Linked DNA regions of Zea mays: regions 1 and 3 are each linked to region 2. The links are chromatin contacts, called in public Hi-C maps. All regions are on one chromosome and are shown on one strand. The core of a region is the stretch at or near the end of the contact, and the rest is flanking DNA. Distances in the headings are between cores, read along the strand shown. Region 1 has its middle 130 kb from the start of LOC100273774. Region 2 holds the start of LOC100286294 (40S ribosomal protein S14). Region 3 holds the start of LOC100191967 (amino acid permease).

Region 1 (4,399 bases), core at 311-2,810, 220 kb before region 2:
TGAGTTCACCGGAGGTGGGCGCCAATGTTGGGGACTTGTTCTCAAATGCTCTGCCTTGGCAAAGATTGATTCCCGAATGATGCGATTGCAATTACCAGAATGCGTGAACAGTAAAGGAATACTGTTCACTATTTATAGACACAGGACACAGCCTGTGAAGAATTACAATTATGCCCCTCATAAAAGTTTACAACATTGACTCAGACCTTTATGGACTAAAAGGTCATTCTATCTTTAAGTCGGTTTGTAATACCGAAGCTTCATGAAGAGGAACCTTCGGCCATCTCATACAAACAGCTTCAGCCAAAAGCCGCTTCTTCCTACAAGACCTTCGACGACGAAGCATAGTTCCAACAAAAACAAAAGAACAAATTGGCCCTTTTTAACCACATTGCCTCACCAAAACTTGCAAGTTAAAACCAAAGGCAATGAGAAAACACAGATAGGGACTTGGAACAAGATACATTGATACTGGAATGCAGTGGAAGCCTCTTCGTTGTCTAAGTCCACCTGTTCCCTTTCAACCCATCTTTAAGACTATATCAAAACCACTCAAGCGAACACATTAGTCTCAAAAGGTCAAGTTGTAGTACATCCCCCCTAAACATGTGCATCATTTGCATAGGGACTTATGAGGCCCATGAATGACATGTACAACTTGAGCACCAAAATAAGTAAAGACAGAAATGCTTACAAGAACATGATCAAAGACATAAAACATATGTATGCTATAGATAAATCCAAGTTCCACGAATTTAAGACATTTAACTCACTACGCAACCTACAAAACCTTTTCTCATCTAAAGGCTTGGTGAAGATATCAGTTAGCTGGTTCTCAGTGCTAATGTGTAACATCCTAAATCCACCAATTGAATACAACCTAGTTTATATTATTAATTTCTAGTAGAAAGAAAAATATTTATGTTTTAAAATAATGAAATGGTCATATAAATAAATTGAGCAATTTCTTAATTAGATAAAATTTTGTCTAGTGTTTGGTGCATTCATGCCAAACATATGTTTTGCTTGATTTAAGTTTATATTCAATTTTTGGAATTGATCTCGTGAAGACAATCTCATTTTATAAAATAACAATGAGTTGTTGAAATCTTATTCTTAAACTATGCATTTTAATTTGTTAATAATATTTTTTTGAAATTATTCTAATTTTGGAAATATATATATTTATACATTAAAGTTGGATTTATTTATTGATGAATTCTTTTTTATGAAAATAAAATAAATAGTTTAATAATCTTATTCTCGAAACATGTATTTATTTTGATGAAAATATTATATCTATCCTAATTTGTTTTTGGAATATATAGATATATGTATTTGTATATGGAGAAATGAATTTGGAAAAGTTAGAAATGGACCGACATGCGTTCAGCCAATCCAAGTGGCCCAGCCACTCCCCACGTCATTTCCCTTTTCCTTCCCTTCCATGTACGTGAGGTCCCACATGTCATTTACCTTTTGCTCACCATCTCCCTCTCCCTCTTACAGACGGTCCCACTCGTCAGGGCCCTTCAACATCCAGCCAGTGCCCTGTACGCAGGTACTACAAGGCCGCCGTTTATCGTCTCTTCGGCCGCAGACTTGGCCCGTGGGAACGCTGTCGCCCCACCTACCCCTCGCCTGCTCACTGTCAGCACGGTGGTGCCCGCGTGATGGATGCAGTGCAGGCGTCGAGAGTGGACATGAGAGGAAGTAATATTTTTCATTTGTTGAATTGCCGGGTGTCGTGGGCTAGGTAGGCCATTGTGTGTGTTGGTGGCCGTGTCGGCCTGGTCATGTTGGCCTGCGTGAGTGCATCCTTTAAAGGGAGGTGAACCGTAGACTTGTGTTTTACGAAATGCATCGTTTAAAGGGAGGTGAACCGCAGATTTGTGTTTTACGAAAGAAATAAGAAACAGAAACAATTCCAGCCACTTACCTTGCGTCCTCCGGTTCTCTCCGGTGATCACCGTGATCGCTCACGTCGGCGGCGACGCACCGCGCGACCACGGGTGTCAATTGGTATCAGAGGTCGTCGATCTCCGGCGGTGGGCAGCACGGCTCCCAAAGCGAAGCCATCTGTTCAGACACGCTTCGTGCTCGAAGCGATGGCGGAAACGGATCGTGCTACGCAGGATCGATGGAGTCAAGTGCTGGAGTCATTGGAGGTGTTGACGGGGCAAGTGAAGGACGTGCAGAAGGTTCAACTCCAACTCATGACTCAAGTTGATCCGGCAGCAGGAGTTACAGAGCGTGCGGCAGAGGAGAGAAACGAGTTGTATGTGAGGATGGAAGAGACTAGAAGGGAGATCGCTCAGATGCGCTTGGAACAGATGGGAAGAGATATGGAAGGCACTTCGGAGGGTCCGGGAAATCGGGATGGAGGAAGACACCCTGAACAACTTTGTTCAGGGAGAGCAGCAAGAGCGGGAGACGCAACGGAGGAATCATCAAGGTCTGATGATAGGAAGACAACATGATGAGAGGATGAACATGCAGGGAGCAAATCGGGTATTACCCAAGATGTCGTTTCCCAAGTTTGCTAGAGAGGATCCGGTGGTTTGGGTAGATAAGTGTTTGGAGTATTTTCATATGTACCAAGTTCCACAACCACTTTGGGTATCTGCTGCTTCTATTCACATGGAGAAGAATGCTGCTCGATGGTGGCAAGTTCAGAAACTGCGTCTAGGTATGAGGAATTGGCAAGAGTTTGTGCAAGCGATGGAGAGTAAGTTGGCGCGAATGCTTATGCCAAAGCACTCAGGAAGATAAGGAGTCTCAAACAAGTGGATACTCTAGAGAACTATGTAGGGGAGTTTGATCAGGCTCGGTATATGGCCTCCATGCTTAACCCATTGCTAGATGAGATGTTTTTTGTTACACAATTTATATATGGATTGAAGTTGGAAATTCAAGGTGTGGTTCAGATGCATCAACCTGATACTGTGGACAAGGCTGTACTGCTGGCTCAAATGCAACAGGAGGTGCTAGATAAAAGCAGACCTAAAGGAGTTAGACAGGGGAATGTTGCTAAACAGTATCCAATTAGCAATAGAGGAGAAGGTAGGGTCCAGCAGACTGTGGAGATTTATCTCGAGAGAGGCAACTCAGGGAATACCGTAGAGTTAATGGACTTTGTTATGCATGTGGAGAGAAATTTGAGCCTGGCCACATTCTCAAATGTGCCAAAAGAGGGCCAGTTCAGTTAAATGTTGTGGTGGATGAGGAGGAACCAGAGGTGTTGACTGATGAAGTTTTACAGACGTTGGAACAAGAAGATGAACAAAGAGAGGTGTGCTGTCATCTGTCCTTTCAGGCCATATCAGGTTCTGACAGTATTTACAGTATGAGAGTGAGGTCTATTATGGGCAAACAAGTGATGCTAATGTTGGTGGATTCAGGCAGTTCCTCCACTTTCATCAGTGAACACATGGCTAAACAATTACAGTTGCAGGTGGAAGAGTGCCCAACTGTACAAGTGAAGGTGGCTAGTGGACACAAAATGATTTGCAACTCTATGGTTAGAAATGTTGAATGGTGGTTTCATGGGCATTTCTACCATACTGACATGAGAGTACTGCCTTTAGAAGCTTTTGATGCTATATTGGGTTATGATTGGTTGATGCAGCATAGCCCTATAGAATGTGATTGGGTACACAAGGTGCTGCAGTTTCGAGATGCTGGACAGGAGGTGATCTTATATGGGGATGATGTCCACTCGGGTTCAACCATTCAGGAGGTATCAACACTTCAAGTGTAGTTTCAAGTTAATGAAGCTGATATTCAGTTGCTGCTGCAAGAGTTTGCTGAATTGTCTAATGTTCCTACCCATCTACCACCAATTAGGCCATTTGATCATTGCATACCCCCAAGACCTGGTTCAGTACCTGTCAACTCCAAGCCCTATAGGTATTCACCTTTTCACAAAGACGAGATAGAAAGGCAGGTTACTACATTGCTGCAAGCTAGTTTTATAACTCCCAGTACCAGTCCTTTTGCCTCACCAGTTTTGTTAGTAAAGAAAAAATATGGGTCCTAGCGTTTTTGTGTGGATTATAGGAAGCTTAATGATCTTACCATTAAGAACAAATTTCTCATGCCCTTAGTGGAGGAAATTTTGGAAGAATTAGCTAGCACACAATACTTCACTAGTTTGGATCTCACAGTGGGGTACCATCAGATTCGGATGCAAGAATCCGAGGAATACAAAAATGCATTCAAGACTCATCAAGGTCATTATCAATTTAGGGTTATGCCCTTTGGACTTACCAATGCACCAGCTACTTTCCAGTGTGCTATGAACTCGATTCTTGCTCCTTTTCTCAGGAAATTTACAATGGTATTCCTAGATGACATTCTAGTGTATAGTGCTAGTTGGGCTGAACATTTGTAGCACATG
Region 2 (4,578 bases), core at 1,829-4,328:
AACCGTCGGCCACAGAGGTAGGGTGGACCGTCGTGGAGCAGCCTTGGGACAGAGATACGGTGGAGTTGGTTGTTGGTGTCCGGCTGTGAACACGACAGCCTTTGTTGTCGGCTCTTGTCTGCTTTGCGAAGGACTTCGAGTCGAACCCAGTGGTCCACCGCCGAATCCGCCCGATTCCGACCTCCTGCTGCCCTGCTTCACATCGAACACGGACAACGCATGCCGCGAGCGAACCGGCGACACGGGGGAGAAGGACGTCAGGGGAACAAAGTAGGAGAGGGAAGATTCCGGCTTTGGACGCGAGGATGCAATTGCCACCATATAGCGGACGCTTCTTCATCTGCCATATTTAGAGGATTCTTAACGAACGGTAAATTTTACGGTCTCCTTTAGCGGACGTTGTTGGAGGGGTTGCGCACGCCACCGTACTCTAAATTTAGCGTATAGACGCATATATTCTTTTACTTTCTACTTTAATCTATGAGCTTTGCCGATTAGTATCCTCGCATGTGATAGCTATAGCAAACATGTGTGTAGCATGAAGTTACTGTGAGTTGGTTCTGTTGACCAACGATCATGCATGGATTAATTGTGCGTAACAATTTTTCTACAGACAGACAAATAGTACACGCACAGCAGGTACAAGCACTGTACTCAGACATGGGTGACTTTTTAACTCTAATAAACACAATGGGCCTTGGGCATGAAGACAGCAGTAAAGCATCCGTGGACGATACAGAGCACATAGAAGGTGTTGCTTACGGTATTAATCTATGTAGTCGAATTGAAAGAAACCACTTGGCTGGCAAAATTCCTGGTGGCAATAACCCACGCAAAATTATAGTGCGGGCTAGAAGTCGTGCACTAACCAGCCACTGCATCTCCTACGCTGTTGAACTCTATCGATCTCCAGCACCTCTCCTGTCTACGCTGCACGATGGGCTACGTTGCAGGCAGGCAAACATCCACAGTTCCAGAGAAACTATTTCTCCACACAACACGCTCGTATTCGGAAAGCATGCTCAGATCCGCGGGGCAGCAAAACTAGCATAATTGTCAATTCCTCAACCAAAACATTATCAATGCACATCATAGATTCGGCTAACAGTAAATGATCCTCGACATAGAGCAAAATGAGCAAAATTAAAACTCCTTTTGGCAAGCTAATAAACAGCAACGCTACCCAGAGGCCAGTGCAAAGTGATGGCAAATAGCAAGGATACACGCCTACAGCCTCCTTCCCCTCCTACCACCCTTTCTGCGAGTGCTGTCAGTGGGAACCGGGGTAACATCCTCTGCACATAACACGAATGTTGCATTAACAAACAGAAACAATGAGGTGCCCAGTTATGATAGCTAGCACAACTTCATTGAAATGGGGCAAACCGGTACGGCTAGCCCTTGCAAGATTACGATTTCTTACCAATGCGTCCAATTTTCATCCCAGAACGAGCAAGAGCCCTGAGAGCAGACTGAGCACCAGGTCCAGGGGTCTTGGTCTTGTTGCCTCCAGTTGCACGAAGCTTAATGTGCAGCGCGGTGATACCGAGCTCCTGAAGACACAAGACCAAGTCACTTATCTGCCCACAGCAACCTAAGCAGCCTTACATAATCCTAAGCTTCAATTTAATTAAGCAAACATCATCTTTGGATACACAGACGAAATTCCAGGCTTCACTACAAATACCTTGCAACGCTGTGCAACATCTTGAGCAGCAAGCATAGCAGCATAAGGAGACGACTCATCACGATCAGCCTTAACCTTCATGCCACCTACATAGTTTAGCACACAATAGTTAAAACTAAATACTTTTGACATCTAGGTCAAGTATGAACCCAGGTTGTAGGATGGTACCAGTGATCCGAACCAAAGTTTCCCTCCCAGACAAATCAGTGACATGCTGCATATTACACCATCACAGTTACAATGGGAAAGATAATGAAAAGGCTCATACAAAGGGAAAAACATATAGCACTCACAATGAAGGTGTCATTGAAGGATGCAAAGATGTGAGCAACACCAAAGACAAACTCTCCTTCACGGACAGTGGGTCCAAGGGTAACGTTCTCCTCCTTGGGCTCCCTGGTCTTCCTCCTCGACTGCAAACATATACTACTATCAGATGACATCGAATTTATTGTCGTGTTAACAACCACCAGAAACAATTTCACCATGCACAATGAGTGAACCTGAGTTCATAACACATGTTGTGATTTTAGTAGCCTAACAGAATCAAAAGGCCATACTAGTTGAACACAATATAGTGAGAATAAATAGCCTGTCGGTGGATTTACACTAAGAAAAAAACTAACTAGGATTCATAGAGTGAACATTGACAGAAGCAATTCAACAGCGAATCAGTCTCGGTATACTAATCAAGCCAATCGTGTCAAGTACTAAAACAAGACTACCATCAGGATATATATTGTGAACAGACCAAGTTTCATAAATAATTCAACCCCAAGCAAGACCCCAGGCAATCAGCATCTCTAACTCTTTAGCTCGGAAGTAGTAGGTAATCAGCATCCCTAACTCTAGTCATATCAATACTTCCATAGTCACGGTATTAACTGCGCATCCCAAATATTACATTTGACAGCTAAACATCTTAACCTAGAACACTGATACATCGCGTAGATTCGCAACAAAATTGCCCCAGCACATCACCTAGGTCTTCAATCTAGGAGCACACGTTACAGTCAGCTAATTCGGCGAAAGACAAAGCACGGTTGCGATGCAGCAGCCAACAGAGCATAAGCTCCAATCAACAACTTTCCAAAGCAAATCTACGCTCTCAGGAACCCCCACCGCTACCGTGCTTGCGCCTAATCCGCGAACTAACCTTAACCAGACGAGAAGAGGATCGCTTACCATGGTTGCGTGGATCGACGGGTGACCGGAGCCGAGCTCGCCTGGGGTTGAGACCGCCGCTACCTACGCCGCCGCCGAAACTTCAGAAGGACGACAGACGCGTGGTGCTCATTTATATACTAGGCCGCAGCTCGCTAGGGTTTAGTCCCACCTTTACTCAACGCAAGTTCTTTTGCCCTCGCTCTTCTTTTGCTGCCACTGGGCCACAGTTCTTACACTAGGACCGTCCCTGTAATTTGGTGGCTTGGACAACCAACGGGCTGAAAATCTTTGGGCTATCTGGGCTGGATATACAGTCCATTTAGCCTCTATAATCTTCACCGCCTTGTCTCAGACATTTCATCACTTTTTAATATAAGACTATCTAAAATTTTAGGGTAAGAGATAAAAGATGATTGTATGAATCGCCAGACAATGTTTTGTATCTACAATTTATAACATTCTATTTGTCTCGCTCTCGTCGCATATAACCAAATATTTTTCAAATAAAACTACATCTATTCCTAAATCTAAACAAGGTCTTAAGAATGTGTTTACGTGTGTACTTTTTGTCACAATTGGGTTTTACATTAAGAGCAACTCCAATTTAACCCAACTTCTCTACATCATCCATCAATAGATGAGGGGCTCTCTCATTCTTCTCTCTTGAACCTTCATATGCACAAAGCCTCATTATTGTCTATAATAATATAATATAAAATAGAAAGATAATTTAGAGGATCAATTAAAGTGTGTTAAGAAGTTAGGATGAGAGACTTTTATTTGAGGGGATAGTGAGCTAAATTTTGAGGGATCGGTTGTGATAATTGACAAGTGGTTGTCTCCGTACCGAGGGAATAAATAAATGACAACATATCTCGGGCACATGGAAGTTTAGTGCATATGGTGCACATATTAAATCGGCACCACTCATCTTACATCTAACGTCTCTAGTTGTTTGATATATTTTGCTAAATACGCCCTCCGATGTGGTGGGTGTAGTGGTGGAAGGTATTATTTGTAAAATGCAATGATCAACCAGAGACGTTAGATCTAACATGAATAGTGATGATTTAATATGTGCACTAAACTTCCATGTATACCAGATATGTCCTCTAAATAAATAAATTTACACCCACATTGTACACCCCAATGCAGTGATGTACTAGAACAGATATACAATTAAAATTTAGGTTATTTTGATCCATGCCACTACAATTTTAAACTTCTAACATATGCAATTATTGTTCATATATTTGGAAACTTATCACTACAATTATGTAATACCCAAATTCAGTTAAAAATAGGATTAGTACAAACTATATGTGATGTGTTTTCGTATTTATTTAACATGTAAGTTCTCATGATTAGGTCATTAACTTAAAAAATATATAAATTATGGGGTGTTTAAAACTGTTTCGCTTTATGAAATCTAGCTTAGCTCTATAAAATTGTACCCAAACACTTCCAGCTTCAATGGCTCAGCTTTACAAAAATAGGTAAAGTTGGGGCTAACTTCGTATTTTTAACAAAGCAGTAAAAAGGGTGCTTCACTAACCATGTTTTCTAATAAACTCGTGAAGTTATAGAATATTTACCCACTATTGCCACAGATTACATTAAAAACGATACATTCTTTTATTTTGTTTCCTTCCCTCCTGCTTGCGTACGACACCGGGTCTCCTTCGTTCTCATCCAGCCGCCATGGATTCGCCGAGGGAAGCTGC
Region 3 (4,282 bases), core at 1,657-4,156, 190 kb after region 2:
CTTCGGGTAAGAGTAGGTGGTAGTGGTGGTGGTGGTGGGAGCTGAGCCCAGGAAGCTTGAGAATGGCTCGCTGAAGCAATAGAGGTCGTAGGCTGTTGATTACCTACATACTCTGGGACATAGGAAGAATAGCATGAGGCAGTATGTGTAGGACCTGCTTTGGCTGATTCTGTCGTGCCTCAGCTTCGGCAATCTCCTTTTGCTTCTGAATTGTGACTTTGCATGTTCTTGTGGTGTGGCCCTTGTCTTCACCGCAGAATAAGCAGTATAGTCTTCTGGGCTAATCTCTGTATCTTCCTCTGAAGCTTATGCCGCCTCTGCCCCTTGGGGCTGGTGGCCTGAAGGAGCTTTGTTGTGGCCCTAAAGACTGGGAGTTGTGTTGCTGCCTTTGAGGTTGACTTCCTCTGTCATCACTTGGGTTGGAATTATGGATCGATCTGACGTGCCTGGGGTGAATTATTCCTCCAAAGCCCCTGGTCATCTCAGAAAACATGTATGCTTCTTCCCTTGTTTGGCGGAAATCTTTATCAGCCCAGATATACTCGTCCATCTTCTGAAGAAGCTTCTCCAGGGTTTGTGGGGGTTTCCTGGCAAAATACTGAGTCGTAGGTCCCGGCCGAAGCCCCTTGATCATGGCCTCAATGACAATTTCATTGGGCACTGTAGGTGCTTGTGCTCTCAGACGCAGGAACCTTCGGACATACGCCTGAAGTTACTCCTCGTTGTCTTGCGTGCATTGAAACAAATCCTGAGCAGTGACTGGCCTTCGTCTGAAAGCCTTGGAAGCTAGTGATTAGCATATCCTTGAGCTTCTGCCACGATGTGATTGTCCCTGGTCGGGGAGAAGAGTACCAAGTTTGTGTGACACTTTTGACTGCCATGACGAAAGATTTCGACATGACTGCAGTGTTGCCCCCATATGAAGATATGGTTGCCTCGTAGCTCATTAGGAACTGCTTCGGGTCTGAGTGCCCGTCATACATAGAAAGTTGAGGTGGATTGTATGATGGGGGCCATGGGGTAGCCTGCAACTCTGCTGCTAGAGGAGAAGCATCATCAAAAGCAAAATTGCCATGATGGAAATCATCATACCATTCATCATCGTTGTATGAATTGTTTTGACGAAGTTCTCTGTGTTGAGGCCTTCGGTCTTGGTCATCTTGGGTGAGATGACGTGTTTCCTCAGTGGTCTCATCAATCTTCCTCTGAAGATCGGTGAGACGAAGCATCTTTTCTTTCTTCTTCTGAACCTGTTGATGGATGGCTTCGAGATCCCTGATTTATTGGTCCAACTCCTCCTCCTGAGGTGTTGGACTGGTAACCTTCTTTTTCTGGCTCCTAGCTTCGCGTAATGTTTCTTGATTAACGTCCAGTGGCTACAGTGCAGCCCATGGCCCTGATGACTTCTTCGGCGGCATGACGAAGGTCAAAGCTTGTCGAAAGTGGTCGAGCGAGTTCACCGGAGGTGGGCGCCAATGTTGGCCACTTGTTCTCAAATGCTATGAATTAAGAACAAGGCAACACAAGTGTTAATGGTTAAAGATCTTCATCCTTCGAATCATTATCTCCCTTAGGATATAATGATCTTCAGACGAAGGTCATGAAGGACAAAGCTTCATCATCTTAATAAATAATAATATAAGCAGAAGCATATAAACACAAAGGGAATATGGATAATTATTTGGAATCGTTAAATTATTCATCTTCTGTATTATATAAACATGAATAAATACCAATGATATTTATATGACATTGTACCTTCGGCTTGACAGAAGGTGATGAAACAAGAGTGACGTGCAAGTGATTACAATTCAGCGTGTACAGTACGGTGTTACTGTTCATCTATTTATAGGCACAGAACGCAGCCTTGGCAAAATTACATTCATGTCCCTGACATTCACTGTTAGCCAAAAGGTAAGTTGTCGAGGACTAAACAGTCTTTTTCTTTTAGGTCGGTTTCATTGTCCGTCATCGTCCTTGTGCTAAACCGAAGCTTCTCCAGCCACAGCTTCGGAGTTGGTCCATCCTTCTTCTAGATCACGCTTTTGCATACCATGCACGCCTTCATCTTAAAGTCGAAGCTTCCTGTGACAGTGTACTATGCTGGAAAGCATGTTAGTCGTATTTTTTAGGACCTTTGGAGAATGAAGGCCCCCAACAAGTAGGATTGGGTGGGTTTAAATTTCAAGCAAGTCAAACTTATTCTTAATTTTTTCCAATCACATCCAATCCATGGGTAACAGGATTAATCGAACAAGGCCTTAGTTGGGACAAAAACTATGTTGTTGTTGTTTATTTTATTGATATCATAAATATAATAACACAAAAGCCATTTATTTTAAGTATCTATTTAATATAACAAATATTGATAATATTTGACGTATATTTAATTAAATGTAAAATTAAAATATAACGTTGTGCTAGAATTGTATTATTTGGAAGAAGTATAGCATTATTCAATGGAAGACTTACTCACGTTTTGTGAAAACACTAAATTAACTTGAAAATCTAAAAAATGAATTCAATCGAGATTCAATTCGTTTTTGAAAAGCTCGTACAAAAATTACAAATTTGAGGAGGAAAGATATTTTTGCTCACCGACAGGTAGGGCAGATGGCAGAAGGTGGTTCCAATAGCCAGCAAATGGGTCCCGCTCCCGCTTCAGGTTGCCGGCCAATCAGATCGAAGAGCTGTATCTGCGCGTCGCATGCCCAGGGCATACACTTCTCACTGCCATATGGTCCAATTTAATTCTGGACCCACACGTCATAGTACTATCGGAGAACACGGGAGTTGCATGGTTGGTGTAGCCATCCGTACTCGGAATTAACGTAAATTGACTGTGCTCTCTTTGTTAAGAGTACTCTTCGTCCGAGAGAAGGAAGAACACGGAAGGAGGGACAGAAGTAAATTAAAAAATACAAATATGCAAGAGAGATAGAGCTCAGATCTCTCGCCACAGTTCAACGCCCCAATCCTGCCTCTTAGTCCAACCCGGCAACCCCAACCTCTTGGTGCTTCCCAAATTCCAACTCCCAAGCCCTTGGTGCTCACCAAGATTCATCTTCTCCCCCCAATCTCCTCCGCAGGGAAATAGTTGTTTTGGTTTCCGACTCCCCTGCTGCATAGCATAGGCACTCATTCCTCCCTTTCGACAGCAAGCAATTTTGTGTTCTCAGTTGTAGATTGGGCGAGATTTTCCTTCCATCCGTGGGTGATTCAGGCATTAGGATTCAATCGGCACAATTTGTTCCTGTATCCGCTCTTGCCAAGAATTTCCCATCTCCCTATTTGCTTTCTGATCCATCTTCGATGCGCTAAGAGGCGAGATGAATACGAATTACTCGGCTCTCCCATTGACTTCCCCCTCCATCGAGCTCCAACCCAACGGGGCCAAATCTAGCGCCGCCGCCAATGGCGTCCTCAACGGCCACGCTAAAATCTCCAGGCAGGATTCGTTCTTGGGCGAGGTGGAGGACGACGGCGGCGGGGCCGGTGAGCACGACGAGCTGCCGCTCATCGGCGACGGCCCTGCCGGGCCGCCAGAGGGGTCCGACGTGACCGCCGCCGTGTTCAACCTCGCGACATCCATCATCGGGGCCGGCATTATGGCGCTCCCGGCTACCATGAAGGTGCTCGGAGTCGCCGCTGGGCTCGTCTCGATCCTGGTCATGGGGGTCCTGTCCGAGATCACCGTCGAGCTGCTCGTGAGATTCTCGGCCCACTGCCGCGCGCTATCGTACGGCGAGGTCGTGCACAGGGCGATGGGCCGCCCGGCGAGCATCGTGGCGCAGATGTGCGTCATCATCAACAACGCAGGGGTCCTGGTGGTGTATCTGATCATCATCGGAGACGTGATGTCAGGGTCACTGAAGCACATCGGCGTCATGGATCAGCTGGTTGGCCATGGCGAGTGGGATAACCGGAAGCTGCTGATCTTGGTGGTCCTTGTCATCTTCCTCGCACCATTGTGTGCGCTTGAGAAGATTGACTCACTGAGCATGTCATCTGCCGCGTCGGTTGCCCTTGCCGTTGTGTTTGTGGTGGTGTCCAGCATCATTGCTTTGATCAAGATCGCCGAGGGCAAGATCAGTATGCCGAGGATGGGTCCAGATTTCAGCTCCCGTGCAGCAATGCTGGACCTGCTCGTCGTGATACCCATCATGACTAATGCCTTCATCTGCCATTTCAATGTGCAGCCGATCTACAACGAGCTCAAGGAGAAGACACCACAGAACATGTACAAGGTTGGCAGGATCAGCACCGTGCTATGCGTGGCGGT

What was found. A called contact is a pair of places that touch in the nucleus more often than the background predicts.
Region 1: a Hi-C map of tassel shows a contact between it and region 2, with 1.7 times the contacts expected there. The contact joins the enhancer-like site here to the promoter of LOC100286294 in region 2. A contact is called at or near these places in 2 of 25 Hi-C or Micro-C datasets (ear and tassel).
Region 3: a Hi-C map of root tip shows a contact between it and region 2, with 7 times the contacts expected there. The contact joins the promoter of LOC100191967 here to the promoter of LOC100286294 in region 2. A contact is called at or near these places in 11 of 25 Hi-C or Micro-C datasets (bundle sheath, ear, endosperm and 3 more).

The regions. Positions count from the first base shown.
Region 1 is chr9:98,925,686-98,930,084 of Zm-B73-REFERENCE-NAM-5.0, forward strand. No RefSeq gene overlaps it. Among protein-coding and RNA genes, the nearest start is that of LOC100273774, 130 kb to the left of the region's middle. Within about 2 kb of position 1,561, at least 15 of the 20 cell types and tissues checked have an H3K27ac peak or open chromatin away from gene starts, as enhancers often do. A contact at or near this core is called in ear and tassel, where this site is marked.
Region 2 is chr9:99,141,286-99,145,863 of Zm-B73-REFERENCE-NAM-5.0, forward strand. LOC100286294 (40S ribosomal protein S14) reads right to left here and starts at 3,079. Exons shown (of 6, transcript NM_001159181.2): 1 at 2,873-3,079; 2 at 1,981-2,100; 3 at 1,856-1,901; 4 at 1,688-1,773; 5 at 1,424-1,553; 6 at 986-1,295. The coding sequence starts at 2,875. The coding sequence ends at 1,228.
Region 3 is chr9:99,328,481-99,332,762 of Zm-B73-REFERENCE-NAM-5.0, forward strand. LOC100191967 (amino acid permease) reads left to right here and starts at 2,907. Exons shown (of 1, transcript NM_001137391.1): 1 at 2,907-4,282. The coding sequence starts at 3,330.